Linked DNA regions of Mus musculus: region 2 is linked to region 1. Evidence: chromatin contacts called from public promoter capture Hi-C data. All regions are on one chromosome and are shown on one strand. The core of a region is the stretch at or near the end of the contact, and the rest is flanking DNA. Distances in the headings are between cores, read along the strand shown. Region 1 has its middle 18 kb from the start of Gm31562. Region 2 overlaps Fyn (Fyn proto-oncogene).

Region 1 (7,150 bases), core at 2,925-5,424:
TCAGAGATAGTAGCATGGTCAACTGGCTAAGAAAAACATATAAAAAGGGACCTTGGGGCTTCTTGGGCTGTTAAAAGCTGTGAACTAGGAAGCCACAACAGAAACAAGGGATCTGATGTCACCTTTCTAAAAGCAGAACACAAGCCTGTAGAGAGGATATCTTATGACTGTATGGATGTGGAATCTGTCAATAATAAATCTGATGGCTTATATGGCTTAGGCAGGAAATAGGAGGTGGGACATCCGGGTGAAGAGAGAATTCTGAGGTAGAGCCACAGGAGAGATTCGCTTGGGGAAGATGTAAGGAGATGGACGTATGGTACCTGAGCACAAGTAACTAGCCACATGGCAGAATGTAGGTTAAAATATAATAAATATATATTTGTTCTATAAGCTTTGTTCCTCTAGAGAACCCTTATATACCATCTGAGTAGCATCCTTGCTGGACAGCCATATTTTAGCCTAGGGAAACTATTTGTTAATAGTGGAGAGCGTTTCCTTTGAGAGGGCTCATAATAATCCAGTAATCCAAAATCTTTCTCTAGGACTAGATAACTTCGCAGGTAAATTCAGCCACAGGTATCTCTTGGGAGGAATGTAGGTTAAAATTAATGAGTTATTCTAAGTTATGATCTAGCCAGAGAAGAGACTAGCTATATGACCAAGGTATTTGTAAATATATTTCATGTGTGAGTCTTAATTCTGGGAGCATGGGGCTGGGAGGAAGAACCAGGGTCTAACGTCTACACAAGCCTGGGAACCTGGAGGTCTAAGCAGATGCTGAAGGATGTAAGGTGTCAGAGTTCAGGACCTAAGAACCTGGAAACCAGAAATGAGTGAGTCCAACAGCCCAGACAGGGCAAGCGTCCAGAATCGGAACAAATCAGGGTGGTAACTATCATAGGAGATGAGTACAGGTGCCCTTCCCCCAGCCCTGAGTAGCCTAAACCACCTAGCTGGAGTCCCCTAGCCTTGCTGCATTTCCAATTTCCTACCTGAGATTTGAGGAGTTGACTGCCCGCTGAGCTTGCTTTGCAACTCAATCCAGCTGAAACAAAGGATGGGTCTGTGAGCTTTCCCTATATAAACACAGTGCTGGAAAATGAAACTTTGAGCCGGGAACAGAAACCTTTGTCTTGGCTTCATCCTTCTCTCATCTCCCACCACTCCTATCCCCACCCCAACCCCACCCCCATCCACACCCCCCAGTCCTTTTTCATTTCCAGCCTCCTTTCAGGTACAAAGTTCAACCAAAGCTGCTGCACAGCTATAGATACACGCTGAGGAGTGTGACTTATTGAGCCTGGTTAGCAAGTAGTCTTATGGATGTGGTTATGCACACCTGACAGGACTTAGCCACAGCTGGTAGAGAGATGGCCAGTTCTAAAATCACTTCAGAACCAGGCCTGAAATTAACCAGTTCCCATGATACATGATCACTTGCTCATTTTAAAATTAAAAAAAAAAAAAAAGTTTTCAAAAATAGCTGCACCGTGTCAAGATCTGAGCCCTGGAAGAACACAAAACCAGGCAGGGAAAACAGACAGGCAGGAACCTCCAGGTCATGAAGAGTATGGCAGTGCAGGCCATCACAGTCTACTGCAGGAGCAGAGAGGAGGCAGAAACCACAGCTTGCATCTGGAACTGGGTGAAGCTGAGTGGGAGCTGGCTGAAGGAAAGCACCAGGATAACAGAGACTTAGGTAATGTGATGGTTTGTATATGTTTAGCTACCAACTTCTGTCTTAGGGTTTTAGTGTTGTGAACAGATACCACAACCAAGGCAACTCTTACCAGGATACTTAATTGGGGCTGGCTTACAGGTTCAGAGGTTCAGTCCATTATCATCAAGGTGGGAGAATGGCAGTGACCAGGCAGGCATGGTGCAGGAGGAGTTGAGAGTTCTACATCTTCATCTGGAGGCTGCTAGGAAAATTCTGGCTTCCAGGCAGCTAGGAGGAGGGTCTTAAAGCCCACACCCACAGTGACACACCTATTCCAACAAGGCTACACCTCCTAATAGTGCCACTTCCTAGGTCAACATATACAAACCATCACAGGTAATGATGCCAAAGTGTACTGGCATTATTATAAATGCTTTATATACCTGAACTCATTACAACTGCCAAAGGAGTACTGGACTATACCCAGATTGCAGCTTTAAAAAAAAAAATGAGTCCCAAAGATATTAAGTAACTTGTTAAATGGTGCCTAGATAGTATGTGGTAGAGCCTCTACTGTCTGTCTCCAGAGCTTGTGTCTTGCTGCTTAGGGGAAATGTTAGGATGGGATCTACAAGGGCAATTCCCAAGAGATACCTGTGGCTGAATTTACCTGCGAAGTTATCTAGTCCTAGAGAAAGATTTTGGATTACTGGATTATTATGAGCCCTCTCAAAGGAAACGCTCTCCACTATTAACAAATAGTTTCCCTAGGCTAAAATATGGCTGTCCAGCAAGGATGCTACTCAGATGGTATATAAGGGTTCTCTAGAGGAACAAAGCTTATAGAACAAATATATATTTATTATTTTTATATTATATATAAGGGAGATTTATTAGAATGGTTTACAGCCTGTGGTCCAGCTAGTCCAACAATGGCCATCTTACACTGATATGTAAGGTCCAAGATTTAGTAGTTGTCCAGTCCATGAGGCTTGGATGTCTCAGCTGGTCTTTAGTATACGCCAGAATCCTGAAGAAGTATGCTGTAATGCCAGGGAAGGAATGGACTTGCCAGAGAGTGTGAAAGCATGTAAGCAAACAGAGCAAGCTTTCTTCTTCCATGTCCTTTGTATAGACTACCAGCAGAAGCTGTGGTCCTGAGTAAAGTACATCTTCTCACCCCAAAGATCTGCATCAGAAAAGGGTCTTCTAACAAACAAGTCTCTCACAGGTGTGCCCAGTCATTTAAGTTTTAATTAATTCCAGATGCAGTCAAGTTGACAACCAAAATCTGCCATCACAGTTGTTAACAAAAATAAATTACAACCAAATGTCCTTGCCAAATTTCTAGGCATGAGCCAGTTTGTCGACATGGAAACTTGACTGAAAGAGAAGCTGAGTCCTTAAGAGAAAGCACATGTGACATTGTAGAAAGTGCACACCGTCACTGGGGCAAAGGTGGCTACCCAGTCACAGCTGCCAGTCTTTGAACTAACTGCATCATCAAAGCATCATCATTAGCCTCTTGTTAGAGCAAGGGAACAAGAACTGCAGCTAATAATGAAGGTGATCTGTGTTATACCAGTGTCACTCAGAGGGGAGCCATTGAATCAATGGATATTAAATTGACTTCAGATGTAAACTAGGCACCTATAGGTGCAAACTGGCTTCTTGGGCAGTAGCCATGGGCATAGAGAAGCCCCCGAAACTGTACCTCATACTTAAGTCCAAGGCCAAGGGTACTAAGACAGGAAACAAACTCAGTGGAGATTTAGGAGCTTTCTCATCATAATCAGCTGTAGGTGGTCAGTGTGGTCCAGGAAGAGCTAAGGCATCCATCTGCCTCAAAGTAAAAGACGCATTATTGCACCCTGTACATCCCACTCACAAGGAAAGCTTGCAGTGTCTTGTTCCAATGACTCCTACCCAAGGCACACTCAAATTTCTCACCACTCACGGAGTGAGGAGTCAGCAGGTAGTGGGCATTAACAATATTCCTGAGAGCCACTAACACTGAGAAACAACTGAAAATAATTTAAGTTTAATACACTACCTAACCCAAATTCCTCCCTAACTCATCTTCCCACAGCAGGCTCCCCTCAAAGCTCCAGAATCCTTTAACACAAGAGGAAACTAGAGTACAAAAAAAATAATATTTTTATTCTATTCAAATGAACACATCACTAAGGTCTCTCCTAGATCCTGGGGGGAAGGGTCTGTACAAGTGAGAGGCTCATTAAGTAAGGGCCATTAGCTTCTAGAGCGATTGGCCCATGGCTGGGAGCCCAGAGAATGAACTTGGAGGGGCACTGGAGGAGCGAGCTGGGCAGGAAAGCCTGCGCGTTAATGCTCTCCAACCAGACCTCTTTTCCTCCCCTCTATAAATATTTTCACCCTGTGACAGTCGCCAAGGGCTTTTGTTTGTCTGTTTTTATCAAACCAGGTTCCACCAAATACTCTTGTAATGAAGAACAGCTGGTGAAGTGCTGGCGCTGAGCCGGGCCAGCTCTTCATTGTCATTCACAAAGATAGAAACTGAGAGCTGACTCCTGAACAGCCGCGCTGGGTGGGGATTGGAACTCTCTGGACATCCTCGACCCTGTCTATGAGCCAGCGGGAGCGTGCGTGCCCCTTCATTTTTCTCCATCTGCGGATCGATGCTCTTTACTAAGCAGAGATGCTGGGTGAACGGCATTATTGAACTGCAAAAAAATGTTAGTATTATTGCTTTTCCTCTTTGATCTCGAGGGGCAAGATAAATTTATGATATCTTAATTGTTTCCATGGCAGCAAATCATATTGTCCCAAACAGAGAACTGGATGACTTCATGGCTGGATTGAGAAAAAGGAGAAATCAGATTGGGAGTGAGAATTCTGCTCAAGCATAAATATCTTCAACGGCAGCGGAGGGAATAGAGTAAATTGCAGTCAGGCAAAATTGCTTTTGGTTTAACTGTTCTCGCAAGTTCACCCCGTGAAAAGCCCCTTCTCCAGGCTTGTAATTTGTGTAATGATGCCTCCTTGCCTAGATGCACAGAAGGCTAATGGGGAGACTCCTCAGGCTTGGGAATGTCTCAGCAATGCTAATTCCAATTGTTTTGCAGCAATATCTGCATATCTGCTGTAAGCTGTTTTGTTTTCCAAACACATGACTCTGTGTGTGTGTTTGTGTGTGTCTTTATTTCCTAAAAGGGTTTTATCTCCCCCACCTTTTTTTTTTTTTAATCAACCAACTTCCAGACAAAAATTATTCTTTTATCATCTGAGGAAAAAAAAAATCTGTCAAGAACTGTCTCTCTGCCACTGGAGTATCTACTTAGCCTTATTAGGTCGCTTTTGACTTCATTCTCACAGTTCCAGACTGTAGTATTAGTTCTTGTCTATTGTCTGAGCAACAGCAAACTTCTTTTCTAATTTTGAGCCCCTTAAAATTTATCTCAGTTCAGCCACATACAACAGTGACTTAGGATTTTCAAGCCCTCTTTCCTCTCTACCACGCCACCTCCACCCCCACCCCTGTCCCAGTCTTTATATGCAAACATTTCCAGAGCCTTGTACCAGTGACAATCTTCTTCTTCTTCTTCTTCTTCTTCTTCTTCTTCTTCTTCTTCTTCTTCTTCTTCTTCTTCTTCTTCTTCTTCTTCTTCTTCTCCTCCTCCTCCTCCTCCTCCTCCTCCTCCTCCTCCTCCTCCTCCTTCTTCTTCTCTCTCTCTCCCCCTTCTCCCTCCCTCTCTCTCTTGTGGTTTTTTTTTTAAGATTTATTTCATTTATATGAGTACACTGTAGCTGCCTTCAGACACACCAGAACTTGTTTGTACTCTGTACGACTCCACTAGAAATTGCATAGTGATAGTCGGCTATGTCAACTCTAGTAGATTATACCACTGCTATTTACTTGGATACTAATCTAAGTGTTTCTTTGAAGGTTAATGTGTAGACCTGTTAAACTTGGGAAGGGAGAAAGGCCATTGAAGGTGAAGGCTTACAACAATAATTTTGGGCGGAGTTCATCCGGTCAGACCCCGCCTGGGTTTCCAGCTTGCTATCTGCCCAACAGATTTGCACTGTTAGGTTCCTATCATTAAAATAACCACAACAACTGTTTCATTAAAATAATTCCTCTCCCCCTTGCCCCCCCCCATGTGTGTACACAAAATAGACAGAATCCTGTGCCCTTAGTGGGGGTGGAATGACGTGGTTCTTGTCCCTAGGACAGGGCCAACAAGGCATGGGCCTCCATGAGTGTCAATGGCTGTGGTGGGCATAAGGCTTGCTCTTATAATAATGTACATATTTTCTTGTTCCTCCCTCCAGGCATGTCCTCCCTGCTAATGTTAGTGACTCCATGCACAGCAGATGTCCAGGAGTGCTGTGTGGCTATGGCTCAGCAAAATGGCAAACACTAGGACTTTCTGGACAGTCCTGCAAGCCATGGAAAAGAACTCTAAAACCATGAATTTAAAAATATATACTTTCTCAACTATGCAAAATATAAGGATGCAATATGAATTAAATGAGGGGTTTCGAGAATCTAAAGGAACAAAACAGCTGTGCTTCGAGTCAACTCATCAGAAAGATACTAAGGAAGGAGATAAAAAGATTTAGGGAGTGGTAATGGCAGGAGACCCTACCCAGCTAAATTTTTTATGTTTACAAAGGCAGACAGATTCCTGAGTTTGAGGTCAGACTGGGACAGAGAGATCCAGGCCCAGGCATGGTAGAAATGGTTAATTTCAATTCGAGGTCCCACCTAGCTAGCTTATTGTCTGTACTTCACAATGACAGTCAGATCTCTGAATCCTTTTGTAATAGGAAGAAGAAAAAAAAGTGAGTTTGCTGTCCCCTAAAAATCAAGGGGCTGGGGTCACAGGATGCTGATTCATGGGAAAATCAAATGGGAACCTGGGGTAATGACTGAATTGATATGTAAATAAAACGCTGGGCAGTGATCTGCAAGAGATGAGCTATCCAGAGAATTTTTTAGTATAAAAAGAGAGAACTGCCTGGAGAATTGCCAAGCAGAACATAGAAAGAGAGAGCTGCCTGGAGATCTCCGGAGAGAGCAGAACCTACAGAAAGCTGTCTGGAAAGCTATCTCTAACAGAACGTAGGTTGTCAGATTGAACCCATGAACTTGTAGTCATTGCGTTCACTGCTCCCAGACACTCCTCCCTCAGAACCCCTCTCCAGTTGAGGCTGGTCCTTAGCAATCCTGAAAATAACAAAACAATGGACTTGTTTGGCGGACTGTAGGAGCTGAGAGAAGAAAAGAGAGAGGATCCCAGGGTTATGAAACAAGGACTTCTATCAGAAAATAATATTAAGAGTATGATGAAGGAAGGAGATAAGGTCCTATGAACCCAGCATTCTCTTCCACCTTTCCTAGGTCTTAGCACATCGGGCAGTGCCAGGGACTCCTTCTCGAACCACCATGGTTGTCTTCTCTGACATTGTTTTCTTCCTCACTTCCTGAGGCACCTCCTCCAT
Region 2 (7,150 bases), core at 1,987-4,486, 280 kb after region 1:
TCAGTTGAGAACTGAAACAAGGGAACTTGAACTCATCAACATGGTGCATTCTCACAGTGCAGTCTCTGTCACGCGCCTGCGGTGATTCAGCCTGTCCCCCTAAAGCGCATCGCAGGCATCCATTTTGTAGCTGGAATGGCCCAGTGCTGCCTTGACACAGCGCACTGCTTCAGAGTACTCACCGTGTCTGTTTTCTCCTCTGCTTACCATTCTGTCGTAGACATACCTTATAAATTCACCACCTCTCATTAAACACTTGCATGTTTTCTAATTTCCAAAGTGATGAACAGCATTTTATAAAACCTCACTTAGCACATACTCACAGGCCCAAAGGCAAGCCTGTCTTAGGCCCCTTGTTGACATTACCAGTTTGGTTTACCAGAAGTCCCCACAGTACTGTAGGAGCAAACTCATTTCAAGGGACCCTCTGTCACTGTTGGGTAGAGGATTCATCTGTGAATTTAGTTACTAATTAAATCACTTACTAATCTAAGTGTTTCCCTGATTACTTGTGGAAACTGGTGTTTCCCCTAAAGCTTCAGTGGTGTGGGGGGAGAGGAAGGTGCTACCAATAGTGTTCCCTCATTTCCTGCCTAGTTGGTTTGTCTTATCTATATAAATCCATTTTTTAAAATATCTATCTACAAAATAAACTTGTACATAAATGTGGATAACAGAATTATTCAAAGGAGGAAGTATCCAGGATATTCATGATTTCTAAATGGATGAGCACCTTATGATATAGTCATACAGTGACAGATATTTAGTGATTAATGTAATGATAACTTTAATACAATGCTATATTACTACACTGCAGATGAATCTTAAATGCGTTGTGCCCTGATGAAAAATAGAACGAAACCAAGGTTGTGTATCATGTGATTAAATCCATACCAAATATCTGGATTAGGCAAACCCACAGAGACCTAGGTAGGTTAGATGGGCGTCAGGGAAGATAGGGGTCATTGGCAAGTGGCTGCTTAGAGCACAGGGGTTTCTTTGAGGATGAAGAATGTGTTCTGGAATTAAATGGCAGTAATGGCTCCTTTATAAAAACCAACTGTGCCACACTCTTCTGTGGTCTGGAAGAGTTGGGGAAGGTGTGCCCTGCCTCTCCAGAATCCCTTCGTACAAACAGGGCTAATACTCTCATTTGCATCAGCACCTTCTCTCTCTCTTCTGTCGACTCAGAGATCCAAAGCAAACTGGGCGCAAGAAGCATCTCTCCCTCTCCCTGGAGCCCTTCCATGATTCCCTGTTAAAACTTCATTTGGCCATTTAGGTTTGGGAGCCCATCCAGTGGCTGGCTGGCTGACAGCAGTGTGAATGCTCACTCTCGGGGGCTCACGCTTCTGTCTCCCTTCCATTAAGCCTTCAGAGCTCCAGGCGCAGTGAGGGGGGTGGGGTGGGAAAAAGGAAAAGACTGCAGTTTCTCAGCCTAGGGGTTATCTACACAAGCATCGACAGAGCTGATTCCAGGTGCCGGGAATGCGCCTCTTTTCTGCTGTGCCATGGTGTTCTATGAGTGATTGGTTTCATCCATTGCTGTCAGGGTGGGACAGGATCCATCCTCGTCCCCTCAGAGCCTTTGCAGTGACCACACACATGGATGATCCAGACACTTGCTGTTTGTGAAGTAAAGCTTTGATTTGATGCGTAGCAGGTCCAGTCTTCTGGCCACTGCATGTGGTCAGTGTCTGCGTTGTGCACACTCCCCTGTCCCGTGGCCTTCTCACCTGAGAGACTGCAGGGTGTCAGAAGGAGCGTTTGGTAGGGGCTTTCCTTCACAGCATTCTACCACAAGTACATACGTCTTTTGTGTTTGGTTGGGGGTGGGGCAGATTATACGAACACTTCACTTCATGAGTTAATTTGCCTGTAAAGTGAATCATGTCTTAAATGCAATAGGAGAGCTCATTTTTATACCAAGGAAACTTTCCGCTACCGCCTCCCTCGTGGTATGTATAAATACCCTTGCCACAGATAGGGAAGACGGGGAAATTGAGGGCTGCTTTAGTTTTGTTGGCTCAAACAGTCATTAAGATGCCAAACCATACCAAGGAAGAGGTGACTCACTGTGGTTCCAGCACCTCCATAGAACCCACTATTCACAGTGTGGAATGTAGATGGAGACAGAGGCACCAAGGCTAACAGAGGCACTGTGCTCTCTGTCCCTGGACGTGGTGTCAAGAGGCGTCCTTCCCTCTGACTTTCCCGCCATGCCTCTTTTGTACACTTTTGTGTGGACTTACCAGGGCTCCATGGTACAGAAAGCAGCTTTGTTGCAGAAGTCCTGAGTTCTGGACATGGACTCTAGTCACCTGTTGTCACCTCTCGTCCCCACCCCGAGCTGAGCTGTGGACACATTCCCCTACCTCTCTATAACAGGGCCCATGTTTGAGGACTTAGAATGTGGTGGTGGGGTTGCGTTTTCCAGTGCAGTACAGTGCAGTGCCTGGCATACATGAGTATGCATACATACACTTCGGATGTTGGCTATGACTGCCAGGATGTGGAACCACCACCTCTACAGTGCCCCATCCCGTAACTAGGCATTCATCTTCTGCAGGCTTCGGACAGCATCCGTGTATTAGCTCACCATTCTGTGGGCCGTAAGCCGGCACGTAGCATGACCGGAATCTCTGATCAGCGAGGCTGAACTAAGGGTGTCAGCTGAGCTGTCACTGGGGCCTTGCTAGGGAAGAATCGGTTTCCTGACTCACACAGACTCTTGATCAGTCTCAGTTGCTCTGGTTTGCTGTGGTCTTGGAACTGACATGCCAGTTCCCTGCTCTGCCAGCTGTGAGCGCTCCTCAGCAGTGGAGAGCCCACATCTGGCCACGTGTTAAGAGCTGCAGGAGAGAGGATCCTCACTTTGAATGCTTCTTCTCACACTTCGGCTCTGCATGTGCAAGAAGAGCCATGACCTCCAGGGCTTACTTGATGAGGTCAGCTCACGGGGACACTGTCCTTCCTAAGGTTGGCTACGCCAAGTGACACAGCCTAACACAGGAGCGGCTGTTTAATTCACACATCCTGGAGACTGTACAGGAAGTTGGAAGGTAGCTTACAGTTCTGCGCACCACAGCACAACCTCAGCAGGGCCAGGGACAAATGGCTCACTTCTTCCATCCATCTGGCAGCAAGTATACTTTGCCAAGTGGGCAGAACTGCACTGCACTGCGCTGACACAGGGTGGACCCAGCACTAAGGCTGTCTGCGGCTCAGCCCCCAAGGTCTTACAGTTGCACAATGCAAACCCGGCTGGATCTTTCCTTTGGCTTAGGACCTCCACCAGTGCTTATGCAACCAAGAGGCACCAAGGCACCCTGCTTTTTCTCCATCCACCTAATTCCTAGGACCTCTCTGACTGTACCGAAAAGACAGATAAAGACCCTTAAGCTGCCAGGGTCATCTGGCTGTGTTCTAGGAAGAAGGAACAACCCATTGGGCAGGATGGAAAGGTGTTGGTGAATCAGGAAACTTGGCTGGCAGGTTCTGTAACCCAGCTACCACTGCTCCGGGCATAGTGTTGAGCTGCCTAAATGAGGCTCTAGCAGTTATGTGCGGAAAACTCCTAATCAGCTGCCCTGGCTCCTCAGGGGATTCACTGTCTGCCGAGAATCTAGTAAAGTTCCTTAAAGTCCTAGTAAAGTTACTCATCCTGTGGATGGTGTTGATTTTCTCAGCATCAAAAGCTGTGTGCCAGGAGCCTCTCTCCTAAGGTCGCCTCACTCTGACTGTGCTCCGCCTCCTCCTGCCCTCTCTCATCCCACTGCTGTTCATTCATGAAGCGGTCCACTTTTGCCTCTGCCCCTGACACAGTGTGAGGAGCTGCAGGGGACCTACAACTCTGCTCTGAATTCCTCATTGCTTATGTGTCGTTGGTCCGGCTCCCATCCTTTTCTTACTCTCCATTGTCAGCTTTGCCCAAGAAAGAGCGATGCTAGAGTGGAAGGGACCATGAGGCAAGTCGTGTCAGAGTTCTGTGGCCAGACCTCACTGTCCTTTCCCAGGCCAGCGCTGCCCACTAGGCTCCCAGGGTGAGAATGGGGCATGGGAGGGGGATAGGGATGAAGAGCTAAGTCTAGAGCTGTCACTTCTCCATTCCTTCTTAAGTTGGCTCCAAGGTAGCAGCCTACTCTGCTAAGATGGCGGCTACTCATTGGCTCTTTTCCCTGTATGTTGCAGAGAAAGGCATTTGCCAGCATGCCCGGTGTCTCATCCAGGCCTTGTTACCCAGCAGCTGTAGAACTTGATCATGGGCATTGCTCTTGGGTTGGCAGCTGAGGAAATGGAAGCTTTCTCATTGTTTGTGTGCCCAGCCTCAGAAGTTGAGAGTGGGTACCCACCTGGGCCCACCTCTGGTCAGAACGTACCTGACCTGTGATAGCTGAGCCCCCCCCCCCATACTGCAGGGCCCCCTCTGTCACAGAAGAACTGTGTGGAGGGTTTGAGGCCACACCATGACCGTAGTATAAAGCGATCATATCTGCTGTGCTCATGGGAGGAGGGTGTGGCTGTGTTTCAGTGTGTCTGGCAACTCTTCCCCTGTTGTGTAACTTAAATAGATTTGTGGGACTATGTCCATTTAAGGAAACAGGGTCCCTTAGCTTTCAAAGGGATGGAGAAACAGGCTATAATCTGGATATCTGGACTGGTCGCACAAGGTCAGGTTAGTGAAGACGCTCTGCTGCCAGCTCTTCTAGACAGACACATTGACTAGGTACATGGATGTGGTGTCTTACGAGTCAGCACTCCAGGGCCCCAGTGTTGTCAGAGTGGCACTGACAGTGCTTTGCAGTGACCTACAAATCAAAAGCAACTAGAATAGTTAGTACACTTACTCCATGTTGGTGGACACAGAAAACACCGAATAATAGAGATATTCTTTTCTGGTTTTTTTTGTTTGTTTTTTGTTTTTTGTTTTTGTTTATCGAGACAGGGTTTCTCTGAATAGCCCTGGCTGTCCTGGAACTCTCTTTGTAGACCAAGCTGGCCTTGAACTCAGAAATCCACCTGCATCTGCCTCCCAAGTGCTAGGATTGCCGTGCACTACCACCGCCCGGCAGAGAGATTCTTATCTTAGTCCAAATGCCCAGAAGTTTGCCTCACAGTGAGGAGCCTGATGACACAGAATGCCATCTGTATAGTGTCTCCTCACACTCTGTCTAGGAGTAGTTAGGCTGCCTGGGCCACATGGGAGGGTGAAGACCACAGATTCTCACACAGATCATCATGATGGACTCTTAGTGTCTGCATTATTTCTGTTTTGTCTTGCTCCCATTTCTCTCGTTACTCCTGATTCTTCCTCTAAATCAGTCAAGAATAGAGCGAGATCCGAGTAGAAGCATATAGTTAACTCAGAACATCAAGGGCATGCACTGCGTTCCCTCTGCAAAGATTACCTTCTCCAAAATTGTTTTTTGATCATTTTGGTTTAGTCACTTGATGTCTGTAGCATGCTTAGCTCTGCACCAGGCTTGTAAGGTGCACACAGCTGGGAAGCAGAGGACCAGCAGCCAGGCCCTGACTTCAAGGGGATTATGCCTTTCATACCTTCACTGTGAATTCTGTGTTAACACTGTGGAACTCTTTTTAGGGACTTTAGAATGTTGCCTTTTCTTTGTTACGTGAGACACGATATCCTGTTTTCTGCAAGAGTTCTAATGAGGTGGCTTTGTTGCATTAAAAAGATGGTTTGCAGTGAAAGTTCTCATTGGTTTTAGGTTTCGGAGAAAATCAGGGTTTCTCCCGGGTAATACCTGTGACACTGGGAATTGCTTGTTGCAGGAGACTATTCTGTGCCTTGTAAGAAGTTTGACAGAGTACAAGTACCCCTTTCCCTAAGTTTTGGCAACTGAAAACATCTGCAAGCATTGCCTACTATGTCTCCTGGTGGACAGGGGTGCCAGGTGTGAGCGTGACCCTCTAATTCTAGGCTCACATCTTCTGCTTAAACAAATCAATGAAATCCCCAAGAAAAAAAGCACTTGGAGCAAGTATGTTCTGTCTGGTCCTTGCCAAAGCTCAAAGCAACGTTGTACCATGGAAGAGTTAAGACAAAGTCAGCGAGGTACATACCCATCTGATGGTGCAGCAGTGGTGGTGAAATGCCTCAGTAGATTATGCCTTGGCGATAGTTTCCTGTTGGAAACTCATTAAAATCCTTCGCTGTCCATAAACAAGAGAACGCCTTGGACACAGCATGCTGTAAATTCATCTTGAATGATTTATGAGGAAATGGGTTCCAGATTTGGTGATCTCAGCTCAAGTAGTAGGCGACTGCCTGACAAACATTCTCATTCCCAAGAACTTGAAGTCAACTCACTAAGCATTTGCTGAAGTGTAGGTTGTGAGAGCTCTGGAGTGTCTAATGTGTCCTGGTAAGACGAGCGCAGTGCTTAAGAACTGCCACCAGCATCTCCTCAGCCTGTGACAGCTCCTACGTGGATATGAGTTACCCTTTATGGTCTTGAATCTCTTCCTGGTCTGTGCCAGCCCTGCCTTCCCCAGAGAGTGTATGCTATTAGACATCATGTCACGTGGTTCTTATTTGACGCTTTGGTCCCAAAGCGACTTTTCAGAGTCTTGGCAGGGACACTTCCTGCAAGTTCTGTCTGCCCACAGTGCACTTACAGTGGTAACATTCATTACCTTCCCTGTATGTCTGAGTTCTCACTTCTCACCTACATACCAGTAACATTAGAAAATGCAGGACAGTATGGTGATGCACAGCTTCCAGGTCATCCTAGTCTACATGGACAGCCAGTTACATAGTGAGACCCTGTCCCCAAAAAGGGGGGATGGGGTCGAGGGAAGCAGGACATATTGTTGATGAAAGTCACTGGCAGAAAGGTTGGGTTTGGTACAGAGAGAAAGAAAAAGAAATACAGCACAAAACAGACTTTTTCCTCATCCGGTTGTCACTTCTTCAGTAACTCCTGTGTGCTGGGCATTGGCCGTATATCTGTGAAGAAATGGACCTTTGTCCATGGGGCAGAGGGACAGTAGACAGGCCACCTCTTAATGTGGCACAGTGGGTCCCAAGCTGAAGGAAAGCATAGAAGCCAGTGGGCACTGGGACATGGTGGGTTCCTTGCTTGTCCGGAAGAAAGGGCAGATGTGGTCAAGGCCTCATCCCCAGCAG

Evidence for each region. Capture Hi-C pulls out chosen DNA fragments and counts their contacts.
Region 2: a promoter capture Hi-C map of adipose tissue shows a contact between it and region 1. The contact joins two enhancer-like sites. A contact is called at or near these places in 2 of 39 promoter capture datasets (liver and pre-B cells), 45 of 484 Hi-C or Micro-C datasets (the 63-12 cell line, the AML12 cell line, the BV-2 cell line and 28 more), 10 of 115 datasets of contacts at active chromatin or transcription factors (differentiating embryonic stem cells, embryonic basal ganglia, embryonic stem cells and 4 more) and 3 of 9 other capture datasets (adipose tissue, embryonic tail and liver).

What each region holds. Positions count from the first base shown.
Region 1 is chr10:39,223,642-39,230,791 of GRCm38.p6, forward strand. No RefSeq gene overlaps it. Among named protein-coding and RNA genes, the nearest start is that of Gm31562, 18 kb to the right of the region's middle. Within about 2 kb of position 4,175, at least 66 of the 459 cell types and tissues checked have an H3K27ac peak or open chromatin away from gene starts, as enhancers often do. A contact at or near this core is called in adipose tissue, muscle stem cells and uterus, where this site is marked.
Region 2 is chr10:39,503,880-39,511,029 of GRCm38.p6, forward strand. All of the region lies in intron 3 of Fyn (Fyn proto-oncogene), which reads left to right. Among named protein-coding and RNA genes, the nearest start is that of Gm40627, 83 kb to the right of the region's middle. Within about 2 kb of position 3,237, at least 41 of the 459 cell types and tissues checked have an H3K27ac peak or open chromatin away from gene starts, as enhancers often do. A contact at or near this core is called in adipose tissue, muscle stem cells and uterus, where this site is marked.